2 separate regions of the Mus musculus genome follow, and region 2 is linked to region 1. A link is a contact called in public promoter capture Hi-C data. All regions are on one chromosome and are shown on one strand. Each heading gives the region's core, a stretch centred on a gene start, on an enhancer-like site or on the middle of the called end of the contact. The rest is flanking DNA. Distances are from core to core; before and after follow the strand shown.

The links. Promoter capture Hi-C pulls out the DNA fragments that hold promoters and counts their contacts.
Region 2: a contact with region 1 is called in a promoter capture Hi-C map of liver, with 2.7 times the contacts expected there. The contact joins two enhancer-like sites. A contact is called at or near these places in 2 of 39 promoter capture datasets (liver and neural stem cells) and 1 of 115 datasets of contacts at active chromatin or transcription factors (embryonic stem cells).

The regions. Positions count from the first base shown.
Region 1 is chr16:35,463,844-35,469,180 of GRCm38.p6, forward strand. It overlaps Pdia5 (protein disulfide isomerase associated 5), which reads right to left. Exons shown (of 17, transcript NM_028295.1): 2 at 2,688-2,814; 3 at 492-579. Among named protein-coding and RNA genes, the nearest start is that of Pdia5, 24 kb to the right of the region's middle. Within about 2 kb of position 2,443, at least 18 of the 459 cell types and tissues checked have an H3K27ac peak or open chromatin away from gene starts, as enhancers often do. A contact at or near this core is called in liver, where this site is marked.
Region 2 is chr16:35,947,311-35,952,647 of GRCm38.p6, forward strand. It overlaps Parp9 (poly (ADP-ribose) polymerase family, member 9), which reads left to right. Exons shown (of 11, transcript NM_030253.3): 4 at 191-1,044. Among named protein-coding and RNA genes, the nearest start is that of Dtx3l, 11 kb to the left of the region's middle. Within about 2 kb of position 2,146, at least 13 of the 459 cell types and tissues checked have an H3K27ac peak or open chromatin away from gene starts, as enhancers often do. A contact at or near this core is called in liver, where this site is marked.

The sequences.
Region 1 (5,337 bases), core at 1,193-3,692:
TTCTTGCCTAGGGCTCACCAACTTACTTAACCGGCACAGGCCTGAGCTGGCCTCGGGCCACGGCGGCAGAGTCTGGTGGCCAGACTGTACTGCAGGATTGAGAAGGGCCTGGACTGGAGATGAAGCTCACGGCTCACTGCTATTGCTGCAGACCTACCACGAGCCAACTGGGTGACCCTGAAAATCACCCGTGTCTGGAATCAAGGCTCCTGTTTTCCAATAGGGAAGATTCCCTCTGCCCTACCACCCTCTGAGAAGATAAGGCAATACACAGGACATAAAGGAAAGAGAGAGCGTCAGGAAAATGAGGAGAAAGGAGTCCATGGAATGGGCAGACAGGGGTGGGGAGCCAAACCTTCCCTCTGCGAGGCAGAAGGGATCCCACGTGACCTCAGGGATCTCTCTATCATCCTCTCTCTTCTTCCTCAGCCACCAGAGGCCCCAAGCTTACCCCTAGCCCGGCCAGTATGCCCTGTGTCCCCAGTACATACCCGCAGTCCACCCAGCAGACGGTGCCTTGGCCTTTCACTGCCTGGGCCACGGTGGACAGGAGCTTAAGATGACTTTCAGCTGCTACCTCTGTGAAAGAAAGAGCAAACGTTTGTGTCCAAGGGCTCTGGACCACGGGCAGGGTGGGGTGAGCACAAGAGTCCCTCTTTGGTCTGGGTGTCCAGGTGTCGGGACAGAGCTTCTGGATCAGGATTTCAACTCTGCCAATCGACTGCCAGGGTTTTTCAGCTGGTGTTTGATACCTGTACCTGGCCCACTCTCAGTCACGTCCTCCTTACCAGCCTGTGAACTCACTCAAAGGGCCCAGCAGGCAGATCCCGGTGAACAGCAATCTGCTGCCTTCTCTTGCCCCAAACCCCGTGGTACACCCCAAAGCCAAGCAGAAATGATATCTGAATTATGTGCCTCCGAGGCGCTCCTCTTGCAGGGTGGAAACGGGAGCTGTCTGTGAATACAAAGCATGCTGAGCCTTTCACAGATACGAACAATAAGCATCGCTGAAGAAACACGCTCAGAGTCGTTCAGAGGAGGCATTCCCAGGAAACCCCAGCCAGGGCAGCAGGAGGCAGCAAACCACTGAAGCGGGGAAGCCATTGTTCCACTGTGCACACCAGTGGGGTAGGGTCGGGGTGGGGGTGCAGATAAAGCACCCCACCATGGGAAGGGGAAAGTGGCTTGGAAGGATGGGAGGAGGGAAACTAAACCCACCAGAAGCCAGAGTCTGGGGCAGTAAGCACAGACAAGATGCAGGAAGTGAAGCCATCACCCAGGCCCTGCCCCAGTGTGCTGGGGCAGCACAGGGGCTATACTTCCAATGAACTGAACAAAGGTGGGGTCGGGTAGGAGCAAAGTGATGGTCAGGCTCTCCCTTCATTAGTGACCCCTCGACTCCATCATGAACCCCAACTTCCCACTCTCCAACTCTGCCAGACTTCTGTCTCAGGCCTGTGCTGGTTCCAAAGCCATGACTCTGCAGAGCTGCCCACTTTCCGCGAGACTCTATCTGAAGAAATGAGACGCAGAGATGCCATACGGGACCGGCTCTGCCACCAGGTGTGGCTGGCCTCACGTGTCATGTCTTCTTATCCCTGGTGACCTCATTTATAAATAGGAGACTACCCGACAGTCTGCACTGCCTCCCTTGTGGCAAGGAACAAATGAGACAGTCATAATGGCTCCCCCAGTCACGGGGACTGTCCGAGAGAAAAACCCAGCAGTTTACCAGAGGGTTACCCCAAAGAGTTTCTCACTAACAACCAGCCCAGACACAAGAAAAGCCCCAATAGAGATTCCCGTTGCCTCAGTTTCCCTACTTCAGAAAAACAGTAGGCTCACATACTGGCCTCCTAAGAGGTAGCTCGGTGAAAGTGCATCCAGACCCCCAGGAGCAGTAAGGGGTAAGAATGGCCATATGTCGTGAATGCTCAGGGGGTACAGCCTTCTCGAGGGACACACGGCCAAATCATCCATCAGCCCAGAGTGCCAATGGGATCTGTGTAGCAGATGAGTTGCCAAGAGGATCTGTGCCCAGAATGAGCCTAGCCACTAGCTGCTACTTCTCCAGGACACAGAAAACTTGGCGTCCTCAGGAACAGCAAAAACACTTAACTCTGTTGGAATCACAGTGACAGCCAGCCACTTGTCCTTCCCCAAAGTCACTGCCAAGAGCCAAGCAAACTGTCCAGTGTACTCGCACCAGCCCAAGGTCAGAGGAGTGGCAGGTGGCTGCTCCTTCCTGGAGAGGTGGCTGGGCCTCAACTTGGGAGTCCACTCCAAAGTCAGTCTTGCATCTCACCCCACAGCAGGACCCCCAGAGGTCAGGCAAGACCAGGACCACCTGCTCAGGTAAATGTCCGCAGACCTGGGACCAGTTCAATTGGCAACAGGCCAGCCTGGTAGTTAATCTGCAGCTCCCAGGGAGCCTGCTCCAGCAGGGCTGGGGCCTGTGGCTGGCAGGGAGTCAGGGTGTCCACCCAGCACTCACAGGCTCCTCCCTGTCAGGCTAGGTTGGGGATCCAAAGGATTCTTCCCACAGGATGCTCATAAGAAGGAGGTGCAAAATGACCCCCCAAATAACCAAACACACCTTCAAAGAGAGTGAAGAATACTAGCGCCCCCTCTGGTGCTCTCCCCTCTGCGTCCCACGGCACCCTGATAGGTCTGGAGGGACCACTTACCGGATTCCGAGTAAAGCACCAGCACGTTATTGCGGGTCCTGAGAAGTTTCTTCAAGTCCTTAGGGTCGGAGATTCTCTCAATGAGCGAAGAGACCTTTGTGGAGGACAGCCATGTCGGCAGGACCACCTAGAGACCAAGCAGCCAAAGCCCATGAAGTCTAACTTCTCTCTCACCCAGGGTGCCCACAGACAATCCACCCCAAAGCACATGCTCTTTTTGTAATCTGAAATTTAAAACGTTTTCATCCATAAAATTTTTCTTAGATAAGTTCACACCTGTACAGGATGCCCCCTGACTTCTCTCACCCCCACTGTCTCCCGTAACCTTACCATCCCGACCAAACCCTTCCTCCCCACAAATCTCTCTTCACACTGGTTCATTTGATCTCCTGACCCACTAAATTTAACCTAGAGCATCTTTGTGGCCATGGGTTTAGATAGAGCTTTACTTCAGATCCTTGTAGGCTCGGCAGTGGGTAAAAAAAATTGAAGACCCTGATACTCATCTCCTGGAATATATCAGTGGCCAATAATTTAGCAGTAAGTGGTAGGGTCTGCCGAGCCTTCCCACTTCCATGGCTGACTGTTAACAAGGCCAGCCTTATCAAACCACATGTTTCTTGCTGGAAGATGGAGTGAAGCAACCCCTCCCAGAGTACCACACCTACCTCTTTACCTCTAGAGCTCCCACTTGGCCCACTCCAGTCCCCACCTTACCCACACCCTCTGTGTACTCTAGTGAGATTGTCTGGACTGTACCCATACATAATGCACTGCCACCCACAGACAAGAACTCTCTAAGAGAGTGATGTCTAATTGCAAGGGCCACACGTGACAGTCTGAAAACTCCATCCCACCTAGAAGCACCAATACACAGAACCCAAGTTTTCTCTTACACCCAGGATGGAATGGATGGGTGTAAGGCTAAGCTTTTCTCACTCGGCCGAACAATTGCAGAGATCTGGCTAATCATACACCTTAAGTCCCAACACTTGGGAGGCAGAGGCAGGTAAATCTCTGAGTTGGAGGACCAGCCTGGTCTACAGAGTGAGTTCCACGACAGCCAGGGCTATACAGAGAAACCCTGTCTTGAAAAACAACAAATAAACAAACAAAACAGAAAAAAGAACAAGCCAAGTGTCCCCAAGCTCTTGGGGCCTGGAGATGCCCAGTGCCTCTGCAGGCATGAGGGAGAGCTGACTGGAAGCAGAGTTGATGGTGGGACACAGGAATAAGGAGGTAGATCTTCCAGGCCAGCTTACATGGTGACGCAACTGAATACTTCCTGAACAGTGCTGACAAAAAAGGAGGTCTTAAAAGGCAGCTCCACCCTTGAAAGACCAGGGGCAAGAGCCCTCTGCACCTCTGCACGGCAGTCTGGAGAGCACAGCCTTCAGAGTTCTCAGAAGTGTCACCATACACCCAGCCACACCACCTGCCAGTCAGGAGTTTGTCACACCAGCTGAAGATAACTCACATGTGCGAAGTGTACCAACGACACACTTTTTCTCAGAGAGTCATGGGAACCCACGCTCTTCTGAGACAAGAAATAAATGAAGAATGAGGGTGAGAGAATCTAGAAAACAAAGGACCCAGCACGGAGAGAGGCAGGATGCGTTTCCATGAGGATGGTGAGGGGTGGGCCTGGGACGGGACACTGTCAGCAGGTGTGGTGATTTGAATAGTAATGGCCCTCATAGGCTTATATGTTTGAAAGCTTGGTCATTCAATGCTACTTGACAGGGATTGGGGGTGTGACCTTTTGGAGCAGGTGTGGCCTTGTTGGAGGACTTGTGTCACTGGAGGTGGGCTTTGAGATGTCAGAAGCTCAAGCCAGGACCAGTGTCCTGCACCATGTCTGTCTGAATCCCACCATCCGTCCTGCCATGAGGATAATGGATTAAACCCCTGAACAGTAAGCCAGCCCCAGTTAAACGCTTTATTCTGTCCTGTAGAAGAACTGTGGTAGTCATGGTGTCTCTTCTCAGCAACAGAACGCCAATGTGTTTGCAGCAGGCTACAAAGCAACCAGCTGCTACAAGGTCAGAGGTGATGGAGAAGAGACAGGCACAAAAGCAACTGGAGACCATGTACTGTCCTCTTCCACCGTGAGAGGAGTCTGAATTTCTTCCAGAACCATGCAAACAAGTAATCTAAATTTCTGATGTGCCCCACACCAGTCAAGCCATCTCCTCTTTGCCACCCAATGTCTTGACCTATGTCTATGCTTCACCTCTCAAAAGCTAAGGTGCTTGGCAACAGCACTGAACCTTTCAGAGGCCCAGTGACTCACTTGTGCCATGGGGATGGTGATAGCTCCCTGGGGACATTGCTAGGACACATGGGACAACTCCTTAAAGGTGCTTTACAAAAAGCCACAAAGCACTCTAAGAATATCGGATAACATAACATCCAATGTCCACCACCAGATCAATGGGGGAAGAGAGAGACAAGACCAGACTCTAACAAGCTTCAATAAAATCTGCCACTAGAATCAGAGTTCCTTCTCCCCAGGGGGAGTCAGCAGGCTCCTTCCCTTGCCAGCGCCGCTCACCATGCCTGAGGAGCCACCGCTTTGTGCAGACCATCTTCAAAGCTCAGGAGAACTTCCCTTCAGTGTTGACTACCACATGACATCCCACTGCTGCAA
Region 2 (5,337 bases), core at 896-3,395, 480 kb after region 1:
ATTCCAAATGTGTGTGTTTGGGGGGTGGGGGTGGGGGGTGGAGGGCAAAGCAGTGTTGGTAAGGCAGGTCGTGAAGTTCATCTCTCTTTCCAAGTGAGAAACTCAGCCTCTTAGTGTGGAAAGGAACCATGTCCTTTTCAAAGGAACTGGTGTTCATTTCTTTCTTCTTTTGTCTTTTCTCCTTTACCAGCCAACAATTCTCTTGAAGAACATTATAGATGGCAAATTCCCATTAAACACAATGTCTTCGAAATTTTAAAGAGCAATGAGAGTCAGCTATGTGAAGTCCTCCAAAATAAGTTTGGATGCATCTCTACCCTGAGCTGTCCAACTCTAGCAGGGAGCAGCTCTCCTGCTCAGAGAGTCTTCAGAAGGACCCTGATCCCTGGGATAGAGTTATCTGTCTGGAAGGATGACCTTACCAGACACGTTGTTGATGCTGTGGTGAACGCAGCCAATGAAAACCTTTTGCATGGAAGTGGCCTGGCCGGAAGCTTGGTGAAAACTGGTGGCTTTGAAATCCAAGAAGAGAGCAAAAGAATCATTGCCAACGTTGGTAAAATCTCAGTTGGTGGAATCGCTATCACCGGTGCGGGGAGACTTCCTTGCCATTTGATTATCCATGCGGTTGGACCTCGGTGGACAGTTACGAACAGCCAGACAGCTATCGAATTACTGAAATTTGCCATTAGGAACATTCTAGATTATGTCACCAAATATGATCTACGCATTAAGACAGTAGCAATTCCAGCCCTGAGCTCTGGAATTTTCCAGTTCCCTCTGGATTTGTGTACAAGCATAATTTTAGAAACTATCCGGCTTTATTTCCAAGACAAGCAAATGTTCGGTAATTTGAGAGAGATTCATCTGGTGAGCAATGAGGACCCCACTGTTGCGTCCTTTAAATCCGCCTCAGAAAGCATCCTAGGGAGGGACCTGAGCTCTTGGGGGGGTCCAGAAACTGACCCTGCTTCCACCATGACTCTTCGCATCGGCCGGGGCCTGACTCTCCAGATTGTCCAAGGCTGTATTGAAATGCAAACAGTAAGTTTTTGTTTTTATTCCCTGGCAGAGGGGAGTCCTGGAATTAATGGTTAATCACTAAGATGCTTAAAGTGGAAGGCTGTAAGATGTATCTTTTGGGGATTAGAGTGTGTGACTGTCAGGGCCAGGCCATCTGGATTAGAGACTAGCTTCATTATCCTAACTCAAAGGCTTTCTTTCTTTCCGTCTTCAGTCCTTCCTTTAAAACACGTAGCAGCACTTAAACATCTGAAAGCAGAGTCATTATCCAAGAGATGGCTACAGTTGTGTGTGGCACACGGTCATGTGGGAGTTATAATGATTAGGTTCTGATTCTTAGGAACCAGAAGCGATTAGAATACTCTTTAATCCCAAAGAACTTAAGCTTTCTCTTATTTCTTTATTTTTGTTTGTTTGTTTGTTTATTTTTGTTGTTGTTTTTTGTTTTTGTTTTTTTGTTTTTGTTTTTGTTTTTTTTTTGAGACAGGGTTTCTCTGTATAGCTCTGGCTGTCCTGGAACTCACTCTGTAGACCAGGCTGGCCTCGAACTCAGAAATCCGCCTGCCTCTTGTTTGTTTATTTTTGAAACAATGTTTGCTTTCTACCACGTCATCCAAGACTCATGATCCTCCTGCCTCAGCCTCAAACACTAGATTTTTATTTTTTTTGAGGCAAGGTCTCTATAGAGCTTTGGCTATCCTGGAACTTGGTATGTAGATCAGACTGGTCTTGAACTCACAGAGATCCACCTGCCTCTGCCTCCAAGGTGGGATTAAAGGCTACTATGCCTCGGCTAAGCACTGAAATTAATTAATTAATTAAGTAAGTAAGTAAGTGTGTATGTAGGTGTGTGTATGTATGTGTGTATGAGTGTGTATGTGTATCAATATGTGTGCTGATAGGTGTATATTTGTGGGTCTATGCATGCTTGGAGGTGGGGGTAGGGTTCGCACACATGTGCACACATGTGGAGAGGTTAACTTTGGTTGTCTTCCTAAAGTACTGTCTACCCTTCTATTTTTGAGACAGAGTTTCTCATTGGTCTGGAAGTTGTCAGGCGGGCTGTGCCTTACTGGCTAGCTAGCCCCAGGGAACTTGTCTTGGCTGGGATCGTGAGTGCTTGTCACCACATCTGGGTTTTTTCACACGGTCTCTGGCAAGTACTTTACTGACTGAGTTACTTATCTCTCTAGTTCTAGCCTATTTTTAATCTTTAAAAAAAAACTTTTATTTGGCAATCTCACTGGGGAAACAAGTCACTCGGCATTGCTGAAGCAAACTATCAATAACAGTAAACAAAAAATAGTACTTAGGAATACAGCAGGGCATGGTGGCCTGTCCCTGTAATCACAGTAATTTGAGGTGGAAGCCCAAGGATCAGGGACACAGAGGTAGCAAAAAGTAACGGTGACAGGGCAGAGAAGAAAGCCCTACTGATGGTGCCCCTCTAGAAGCACCCCTGGGCTGGCTGGCTTGGTGGCAGAATGCTTGCTTAGCATGGGTTTGATTGCCTGCCCTGGGAGAAGCAGGCTGATCTTAGGTTGGGGGAGTTGTGAACTAGCAGGAGGAAGGCTATCAGGGAGGCTTGAGTGACTTGGTCAGAGAGACAGACAGGAAATGATCAGCCTGGCTGGACACACTGAAGTTTAAAGTTATTATTATCTTTTTAAAGATTTACTTATTTATGTATATGAATACACTGTAGCTGTCTTCAAACATACCCGAAGAGGGCATGAGATCCCATTACAGATGGTTGGGAGCCACCATGTGGTTACTGGGAATTGAACTCAGGACCTCTAGAAGGGCAGTCAGTGCTCTTAGCCCCTGAGCCATCTCTCCAGTCCCCACAATCAAATTATAATTAACTGTCAGGGAGAGTAGCGCTTACAGCCTATGAGATATCAGAGCGAAGGCTGAGGAGACTCCATGAAGTGAACGATCTGAGGAGTCGTTAGTGTGGCATTTAACATTTAAGCAGAAATGTTATTTTTTAAAAAGATTTATTTATGGGCTGGTGAGATGGCTCAGCGGGTAAGAATACCCGACTGCTCTTCTGAAGGTCCCGAGTTCAAATCCCAGCAACCACATGGTGGCTCACAACCATCTGTAAGGAGATCTGACTCCCTCTTCTGGAGTGTCTGACGACAACTACAGTGTACTTACATATAATAATAAATAAATAAATCTTAAAAAAATAAAAAAGACTATTAATAATAATATATTATTATATTAAGATTTATTTATTATTATATGTAAGTACACTGTAGCTGACTTCAGACGCACCAGAAGAGGGAGTCAGATCTCCTTACAGATGGTTGTGAGCCACCATGTGGTTGCTGGGATTTGAACTCGGGACCTTCAGAAGAGCAGTCGGGTGCTCTTACCCACTGAGCCATCTCGCCAGCACCAAGCAGAAACATTATTAAATAGCATCCTTTTACCAGATTTTTTATCATCTTCATTTATTGTTAGCAGCATCAGGAACCTTACATCTTCTGAAGGGTGCCAGTGCCCCCCAATGGCAAATTCAGATTGCTTTTTCAGGGCAAAACCATTAATGTCCATGATAAAAGGAGTACTTTGGCAAATGCCTAGAGCCCAACACCCCAGAGGCAGAGGCAGAGGCAGAAGACTTGATCTAAATTTGAGGCCAGCCTGATCTACAAGCTGCAAGCCAGCCAAGATGACACAGTGATACCCTGTCACAAAACAAAGTCCACAGAAGTACCTAAGTTTCCTTTGATGGATGATAAGAATTTTGGTACTTGTTTTGTTAGGGTTTTTATTGCTATGAAGAGACACCATGACCAAGACAACTCTTATAAAGGCAAACACTTAATTGGGGCTGGCTTTCAGTTTCAGAGGTTCAGTCTGTCCATTATCATGATGACAGGAAGCATGACAGCATGCAGGCAGACATGAGACTGAAAGAGCCTAAAGTTCTACATCTTTATCCAAGCCAAGAGAAGACTGTCTTCCAGGCAGCTAAGAGGAGGCTCTCAAAGCTCAGCCCCACAGTGACACCCTTCCCTCAACCAGGCCACAGCTCCTAACAGGCCACTCCCTATGGGACAAGCATATTCAAACCGCCAGAGTACTGAAGCTCTAAGGGCGCAGCTCACTTTAGCACTGATCTCAGAGTTCAGAGACAAAGTAGTAAGAAATGCAGTTGATGTCTATGTGTACGCTGTTTCTGTAGATCTGTGGTTCTCAGCCTTCCTAAAGCTGTGGCCCTTTAACACAGTTCCTCATCTTAAGGTGACCCCTGACTGTAAAATTACTTTTGTTGCTACTTCATAACTGTAATTTACTGTTACTGTTATACTGTTATGAATCACAATGTAAATATCTGCCTGAGGCGACCGCTGTGAAAGGGTCATTTGACACCTCCAAAGGGGTCATGACCTACAGGTTGAGAACGGCTGCTGAAGATGAACTGGTTAAGTGGCTGCCTATAGAATAGTTGGGTAAGTGTGTTTGGTGACCCATACAGAAAGAAAGCTCTGTTTCACTAAAGTCCTTTTGGCCTTGTTTATACTTTCTTTAACCTTGGACATGAGAACATAAAGACAGGAGATGTCTTCTGTTCCTAAAGTTCCTAAGACACTTTTTCTTTGTTACCAAGCAGCCTACACAGAAACAACAAGAAGTGACAGAGATAAGGCAGAGAATAAAATCCGTATGGATGTGTCTTGAAAATAACCATGGGACACAGGGCAGTTGTGGCACACGCCTTTAATCCCACTTGGGAGGCAGAGGCAGGCGGATTTCTGAGTTCGAAGCCAGCCTGGTCTACAAAGTGAGTTCCAGGACAGCCAGGGCTATACAGAGAAACCCTGTCTGGAAATACCAAAAAAAAAAAAAGAACCCTGGGCTTACTGGCCTAGGGATTTGGCTCAGGGGTAGAATGTTTCCTTAGCATGTGCATGGTCCTGAGTTCAGTCCTTAGCACTGGGGAAACAACATAATAGCTGGATGAGTAGACTGTGTATGCTGGTAATTTTAGCTCTGAAGAGATGAGTATAGCTCAAGGTTATTCTGGAGCCATTGTGTCCCAGTTTTTGTTTTGTTTTGTTTAAAAAAAAAAAAAAAGAAGGCACACATTCAGGTAAAAAGATAGAAGGGCTAGAGGATACGGTTCAATGGGTAGAGTATTTCTTGCTTAACAGCATGAAGCCTTGGGTTTAGTCCCTAGAGCCCATAAATCTGTAATCCTAACACACGGCAGGTAGAAACAAGAGGATCAGAAATTTAAGTTCCTCTTCAGCTATCTGGGACATCTGAGGTCATCCAGGCTACAGGAGACACCATCGC